Regions from separate parts of the Mus musculus genome. Here region 2 is linked to region 1. Evidence: chromatin contacts called from public HiChIP or PLAC-seq data. All regions are on one chromosome and are shown on one strand. The core of a region is the stretch at or near the end of the contact, and the rest is flanking DNA. Distances in the headings are between cores, read along the strand shown.

What was found. HiChIP or PLAC-seq counts read pairs in DNA pulled down with a chosen protein or histone mark.
Region 2: an H3K4me3 HiChIP or PLAC-seq map of neural progenitor cells shows a contact between it and region 1, with 31 read pairs. The contact joins the promoter of Mpp5 here to the enhancer-like site in region 1. A contact is called at or near these places in 5 of 39 promoter capture datasets (the 3T3-L1 cell line, 3T3-L1-derived adipocytes, the HPC-7 cell line and 2 more), 1 of 484 Hi-C or Micro-C datasets (pancreatic cancer cells), 3 of 115 datasets of contacts at active chromatin or transcription factors (bone marrow-derived macrophages, forebrain and neural progenitor cells) and 2 of 9 other capture datasets (adipose tissue and liver).

Annotation. Positions count from the first base shown.
Region 1 is chr12:78,638,392-78,642,137 of GRCm38.p6, reverse strand. All of the region lies in intron 17 of Gphn (gephyrin), which reads right to left. Among named protein-coding and RNA genes, the nearest start is that of Fam71d, 51 kb to the left of the region's middle. Within about 2 kb of position 1,832, at least 48 of the 459 cell types and tissues checked have an H3K27ac peak or open chromatin away from gene starts, as enhancers often do. A contact at or near this core is called in neural progenitor cells and pancreatic cancer cells, where this site is marked.
Region 2 is chr12:78,746,989-78,750,734 of GRCm38.p6, reverse strand. It overlaps Mpp5 (membrane protein, palmitoylated 5 (MAGUK p55 subfamily member 5)), which reads right to left and starts at 1,788. Exons shown (of 15, transcript NM_019579.3): 1 at 1,629-1,788.

The DNA of each region.
Region 1 (3,746 bases), core at 583-3,082:
TTAAAAATTTTTATTAGGTATTTTCCTCATTTACATTTCCAATGCTATCCCAAAAGTCCCCCATACCCTCCCCCCCACTCTCCTACCCACCCACTTCCACTTCTTGGCCCTGGCGTTCCCCTGTACTGAGGCATATAAAGTTTGCAAGACCAATGGGCCTCTCTTTCCACTGATGGCTGACTAGACCATCTTTTGATACATATGCAGCTAGAGACACGAGCTTGGGGGTGGGGTGGGGGGGTAACTGGTTAGTTCATATGCACTTTCTCCTCCCTCTTTTGTCTTCCTCTCTTATTCCTTTCTCTTCCCTCCCTCTCCCCCCTTTCTTGGCTGTTTCTCTTCTCTTGCTCACTCCCTGTCTGCCATGGCCAAGACTGGTCTGTTAGTTGTGTTCAGTCTACTTTCTCTCCCAGCTCTGTGCTCTTCAAGATGCCCCTAGCTATTCTCTCTCTCTCTCTCTCTCTCTCTCTCTCTCTCTCTCTCTCTCTCTAATTAAAACTTTCCCCTCAACCATACCTTGGGGCAGTCACACCATCACTTTTTACAGTTAGAAAGGTGAAGTCTTAGCCCACTTCAGCTGATTCATAAGTGGGGTTTTCATTAAAACCAGGTAGCTTATGTTCAGATACAATGAATGTTTCCTGCTGACTAAACAATGAGTAAGCTGTATCACTCTTAAGTCCAGTCTCCTTCAGCCATTAGCCTATCTGAAACACTGCAGTCAAATTATTTTTCTAAATAATGACTTACTATACCACTTCTGCTTTTTAAAAAAAGCTTCAAATTCAACTGGTATGGGCAAGTCTAACCCCAAATATGTGCCAAATTTATGTGTATTCTTTCTGCCCCAATCTTTTGTTCTAATTAGTCTAGCCTAATATTGCAAAATTTATGCTTTCTATTTGGATTAACCTATCATCTTTTTCTATCCAAATGCTACTAATTCTTCAAATTTCTGGACTTTATAAATTTGTTCTAACCATTTAAGCTTAGAGTTGCTAAAGCTTTTCTGATATATTTTCATCACATTTTCAAAATTATAGCAAAGATATTTAGATTCCATTTCTGCCTCTTCACTAACTAGCTTTATAATGTTAGAGGAATTCATTAACATTGCTGGGTTTCAAAATTAGACCTTTTTTTAAGGAAAGAAAGGAGACAAACCAAATCCCTAGAAACTCCAACACATTGTGTTCCTTATAGTGTGTGCAAATATAGAGAATATATTTCAATGTAGACTTATTATTTCTAGAACACTTAACAATACAGTTAACTTTCAGGTATTTGAAGCCTTCCTCTTATAATTCTCACTGACTTATGAACTCACTTTCTTCTTTTAAACAAAAAGTACACAAGACATAGGCAAATGTTATAGGCTGCAGAAATGGACCCACAGTTAAAAGCATTGGCTGTTCTTTCAGAGGATCCAGGTTTGGTTCCTAGCACCCACAAGACAGCTTACAACTGCCGATAACTTCAGCCCTAGGGATCCAATGTCCTCTTTGGCCTCCACAGCACTAGGCACACATGCTGTATAGATAGATATACATGCAGGCAAAATGCCCACACAGACATTAAACAAACAAACAAACAAATGGCTGGTAAACTTTAGCTTAAATCAGTTTAAACAGTTATAACACTTACTCTTCTAGTTTTATATTGACTGAAAAAACCATGGTAAATGATAAGAACAAGAGCTATAAAGTATAATCATACAGAAACTAAAAGCCACACTCAGGACTTTTCAGAGGACAAGAATCTACGGATCACTTTCTACCCTTATCTGTCAGAGCTCAGCCTGGCTCGGTGCTTGAAAACATTCCTGAGCTGTTTCTCACCCAGAGTTCCTCCCATGACTACTTGTTTCCTTGTAGAGGTTCTCACAGAGCCTTCTGTATAACAATATTTGCTTTCACTAGAAAAGGGAATGCATAGCAAAAAGAATGAAGAGGCAACCTACACAGAATATCAATTGCTGGACAGTGATGTACCTTGTTTCCCTTGCTAAATTCCTAGTACAGATTTTCATTAGAAAAGCAGTCCATTCTTTCCTCCCACACTCCACCTCTGAGTTCTAAACCATTCATCTCAGCTCCTTTAATACAGCACTCTAAGACTGAAAAAGCCTATATTAGCAACACTCAAACAACAACCCTGTTCTCAGTTTTATATAAGGTATTGCTACCAAATAAAAGGGTATACACTAGAAAGTGGCACATTTCTCTGAATTGCCCACTATCCTGGTTTTATAGTTTGTTGTTCAGTATGCTTTGAGGTTAAATTTAAAACCAACACTACAACATCATCAGGAAACATCTATCACACATTAATTAAGAACTTTACAGCTGTATTAGATCATAGGGTCCTCTTCCATCTCAGTCTCCCCCACTCTCTCAGCTCTCTCTGGGGCAGAGAGTTGCTGTGCTCTTGCACTCTCCCTTCTTGCAGCTGGAAACACCCTTGAATTATAGCTTTACTTTCAGTGCCTTGTGACTTCTGGCACGTAGGCTAGGTTACCATGGTATGGAACTTTATCCTCCCACCCTGAAATTCCCTTCCTTCCTGAGTTTGAAAGGCATGAAAGGTCTGTGTCCCTCAAGGGCCTTGATGTTATCTCTTCTAATTGCCCTCCCACTTCAGGATCTCATCACTCATGAGTCTGTAAGTCTCTTAACAAAGGACAATTCAGTCCTTTTCCACAAACCTGCTTTTTAAAAAAGTTATATCTATTAGTACACTAACTCAAGAGTACTTTAAAGGTGTTTTGCTTTTGTAGTAAGATAATGTCAGTAATACAGTCTATCAAATACCTATGTACCTTAAAAAAGAAAAAAGAAAAAAAAAACAAGAAAAAAAAAATAAAGATTCTTCCCAAACCAAACCAAACCAACCAAACAAACCAACAAAAAAACCCAAAACAAACCTGGCTGTAGTGGCCAAGACCCTTGGTAATTAGAAGTTTGTCTGTGCTACATAACACGCATGTACACACATGCATGCATGCACATTACATACCCCATGGAAAATATCAAACCAAACCAACATGGAAAGTGAAGAATAGAAGTAAAAATACATAGAATTATGGGTCAGAACAGTGCAATTTAGGGCTAGGATATATAATAATATGAATAATAACTAAAAAGCTCCCTTACCCTTCCATGTCATAAAGAGTTCATAAATGTAATTGAAGGCAGGGCCAGCACCACTGTTTGGTGGGAACTAAGACGTTTTATGCTGAGTTTGTTTCTTGCTTATTTTATCCTTGTGGTTTTAAACTCTTAAGTCCATCCTACCTCCTCTCGGAAGTGTGTGTGTGTGTGTTCTTTAAAGTTGTAGCTATGTCCTGGTTTTAGGTGCTTAAAATTTATATTAAAAGACAGATTACTGATTAGGTCCAAATTCAAAGAACTAGATATCTTTCTCCTGCTGTGAAGCTCTTCCCACTTTCGTTCTAGGAGGTGGCCTCTGACTAGGTGACATGCATAGTGATCGTCAGCTTCTTTAAACAGCCAGGTGAACATATGAGTAAGAATTTTTAAAAGGAATGAAGTTTAAAGACACATCAAATAATCTCAGGAAAGAAGAAATTTAAGAAGCTACCCATATAATATTAATGTTCAAGATTTGGCCTGCGACCATTTCCCATCTAGGATGGGTTAATAATGTTAGTAGAACATACCTTGTGAACTGAGATCAGAGCCTTTCTAAAGCACTCATCATTAAGGAAGGGTCAATGCATAATGAGC
Region 2 (3,746 bases), core at 539-3,038, 110 kb before region 1:
TGTGTCAATATCCCACCCCCATGAACATATAAATAAAATCTTTTTTCAAAAAAATTACAATTCCGAAGTCGACATGCATAGCTAAGTCACTGTACCACTTTGGATGACCCTTAGGTAGAATTATATTAAGTCTCTCATCTATTTTAACATTATATTTATATATGTGTATGTGTGTGTGTGTGTGTGTGTGTATAAAATCACTAAGGAGTCCACCATTATTTGTCAAATTCAAGGTGATGACTTTTAGTCATTCGTGGCAAATTTACTCAATTTTTAAAAGATTATGAAACGCTGGGTGTGGTGGCGCACACCTTTAGTCCCAGCACTCAGGAGGCAGAGGCAGGCGGATTTCTGAGTTCGAGGCCAGCCTGGTCTACAAAGTGAGTTCCAGGACAGCCAGGGCTATACAGAGAAACCCTTTCTCGACGCCCCCCCCCCAAAAAAAAAGATTATGAATCTCTTTTGATATCTTTGTCTTTTTTACTTATAAAGCTCTTTAAATTTTAATGTAAGCCTGCTATTACAGTTTAGAATGATCTTTAAAACAAGAAATCGTGTCCACAGAAATACTATAGAAACAGCTCGTCAAGAAAGGATAGTGTTCATTCCCACCAATACCTATACTTCAAAGACACCAGCACACCACATAATTTGTTACTGTTGCAAAAGTTAACAAGTTATTAATTTCTGGCATAATTTAAAAGGATAATTAGAATAGTATCATTAAAACATTACAGTGCCTTATTAAAACCAGAAATACCTTCCACCTTATCCGCTAAATCAAAACTTTAGAATTCTTGCTACACTGGCTTTCAGAATTTAAACTCTTGAAACTCTAAATTAGACACAACACACTAAGTAAAAACCCTCGTAGGTGCTGCATTCATTTTAGAGTAAAGTGTCATGGAAAACTTTTCGGCCGAATCTAAATTCCACACACATTACTGTGTGTCAGTCAGCTGGACAGAAGGAGAGAGCTATCCTTAGTCAGTTACGTAATTTACAATAAGGATCGTTCCGAGCGGCATTCATTGAAAGTAGCTCTACCAAGCATTTACAGGCTTCAAAGTTCACCGGACAATCTCCGTCTAAGTTCTGAGAACGCACTACTCTTTAGCAGTGGTCACAAGGAAGCAGGAACTGTTTATCCGCAGAACGCAATGAGTAGCAGAACACCAGGGGCTGACTCAGGCACCGGAACGCTGGCTGCATTCCGTCTTCCACGGGAAAGTGTTTCCCAGGCTGGTTCCCCGATCCGGCCAGGGGTGGGGTGAGGGAAGAGTCCCAGAGACTCGCGAACTCCGGGCCTGGGCGCAGCGAGACGACTCCCTGCCGTGCCCCCGGCAAGTCCGGCGGGGTGGCCCGCCACCGCGCCAAGGTGCGTCCCCCCCACCCCCACCCCCCGGCCCAGGGAACCAACCGGCATCGCGCGGGGAGCGTCCCTCCGAGGGACAAAGGTTGGGCTGCCACCGCGGCGCCCGGCTCAGCCTGGGGCTCTCCCCAGGGAACCCTGGCGGTGCGGCGGGTCTGGGAGGGGGTGCGAGCCCCGCCGCCCCTCCCCCGCCGCGCTCCCGGGAACCTGTTGATTAAGATCGCCACAGCCCGGGCGCTGCGGGTCCGCCCCTTACCTCCAAGCCCCGGCGGCCGCCGATCCTCTCTCCCTCCCTCGCTCCTCAACGCAGCCCAAGCAACAGCCCTCCGTCTGGCGGCCCTCAAAACACTGGATAAAGAATCCAGAAACTCCCGATTCCTCCCACCTCGGAGTCTCCAGTCCCCGCCCCCTCCTCACCGCCAGCCTCCTCCGTCGCCGCCGTCGCCAGCAACTCCTCCTCGAGGCCGCGCGAGACCGGCCCCCGCGGCTGACGCGAGACCGCGCACGCGCCCCTGGGACGCTGGCGCAGCGGGCGCGCCTATCCCAGGCCGTTCCTGGCGCGGCCCGCCCACGGCCCGGAGAGAGGCTGGAACGGATCGTCCAATCCTGAGCGCGCGTGGGGAGAGGGCCCGCTGATTGGTCCGCTCTTCCCCCCCCCCGCCTCCCGGGGGCTCGGCCGCGCGCACTCACCCGCCTCGAACTGCGAAGCGTTCGTTCTAACCGCTGAGTCGCTTCGCTGCCTCAGCCCACCTCCTCGCCTCTGTGTGGGGTCGCCGTGCTTCCCTGAGACGGACTCGGAAGCCGCTAAGGCTCGACGGGGCCTGGGAAGCGGTCATCTCCTGAGAAAAATCCGATTCCCTTGGAAGAGACCCCTGTTGTCCTGTCAGGCACATCAAAAATGCTAATGCTCAAAACAACCGTGACGCCAACACCTGGTTGTGTATAAAGTTCCACACAATTCCCTGATTCCACAGACGACTCCTTTCTGAAAACCAGGAAGGATGTCAAAGGCCACAGTTGTCACAGAATTCTCCGGAGAGGATTGGGAGTTACTTAGGCTAGTCCCAGCGCGAGTCCATGCTGTCAGGACACACCTATGCCACCATCTGGGAAGGGTGGGCACGGAAAGTGCTATGAAAGTGTGCGCGAGGAACTGGATTTGGAGCAAACAGAAATATGTTCTATGTAGAAACCTCTTCTGCTGGACCTAAATCCATTGCTTCAGCCTGTTGAGTTTTCTCAGGGGCACATGTCGTAGACAACTGTCCCTCTGTGCCTTCGTATATGCAATTAATCATGTCTTTATTTCCTCCCACCGTGGTTTTTAAGCACCATTCCCAATATACCCAGGCTCCTACCTACCTTTTTCCTCTTATGGGTTGTTAGTGTCCCCAAGGAATACTATGCCCTCTGAAGTAAGCACAACTTTTTTTGGGGGGTGGGGGGAGGGCGAAATCCTTCTCTTCCTGGATCATCAAATTCAAATCTTACTGACATTTTATTAAGTACTTAACGTTGTTTATTGGTGTTAGTAAGGCAGAGCCAAGGACAGGACTTTTTTACATACCACTAAAGACCTCTTTCCTTCTGTCAAACATACCTCAGTGGACTTTGAGTACAGACGGACAACTTCCAAATATATGTAACTGAACTGTCTGCTTAGTTCATCTTCACAAAGAAGTGAGAATTTGTGAACTGCAAGTGGACTGTCTCCAGAATTCCTAGACACTGTTAGCCACACACAAAAGGTTAGTGAGTGTTGACATTCCTTTCTACCTTTTTTTTTTTTAATGCATAAGACATTAGGTAACAAGTACTCTAGTTCCTTTTTTAAAAAGTGGTTCCCCCACCCCACCCCCTTTTTGGAAATGTTGACATAAAGCTAGCTTACTCTTGTTGTGAGGACTGTTCTGTGCATGATAATGTGTTTGACAAAATAGTTTCTGTCCCTTAGATTCCAGGCACATCTCCCTTTCCAAAAGTGACAAAAGATGTTTACAGATATAGCCAAAGGGTGGGAGGGTGTTCTTTTTTAAAAGATGTATTTGTTTTTTATTTTGTGTATATGCATATTTGCCTGCATTTATGTGTATGTGTTACCTATTGCCTGGTGTTTGGTGAGGCAGAGATCTTTGGATTCCCTGAGTCTCAGACTGCAGACAATTACAATTCACCATTTGGGTGCTAGGAACTGAACCCATTTCCTCCTCAAGAGCACCAAACATTCTTAACACTTATCTTTCCAGGCTCCTAGAAAGCATTTCTCTTCATACCTTCCAATAGCCCCATCCAGACAGCTTTCCAAAACATTTCTTCCCTAATGAACACCCCTGCCGGGTAACTACCTTGCCTTGCTTCCCCAGTTGCTTAGGTT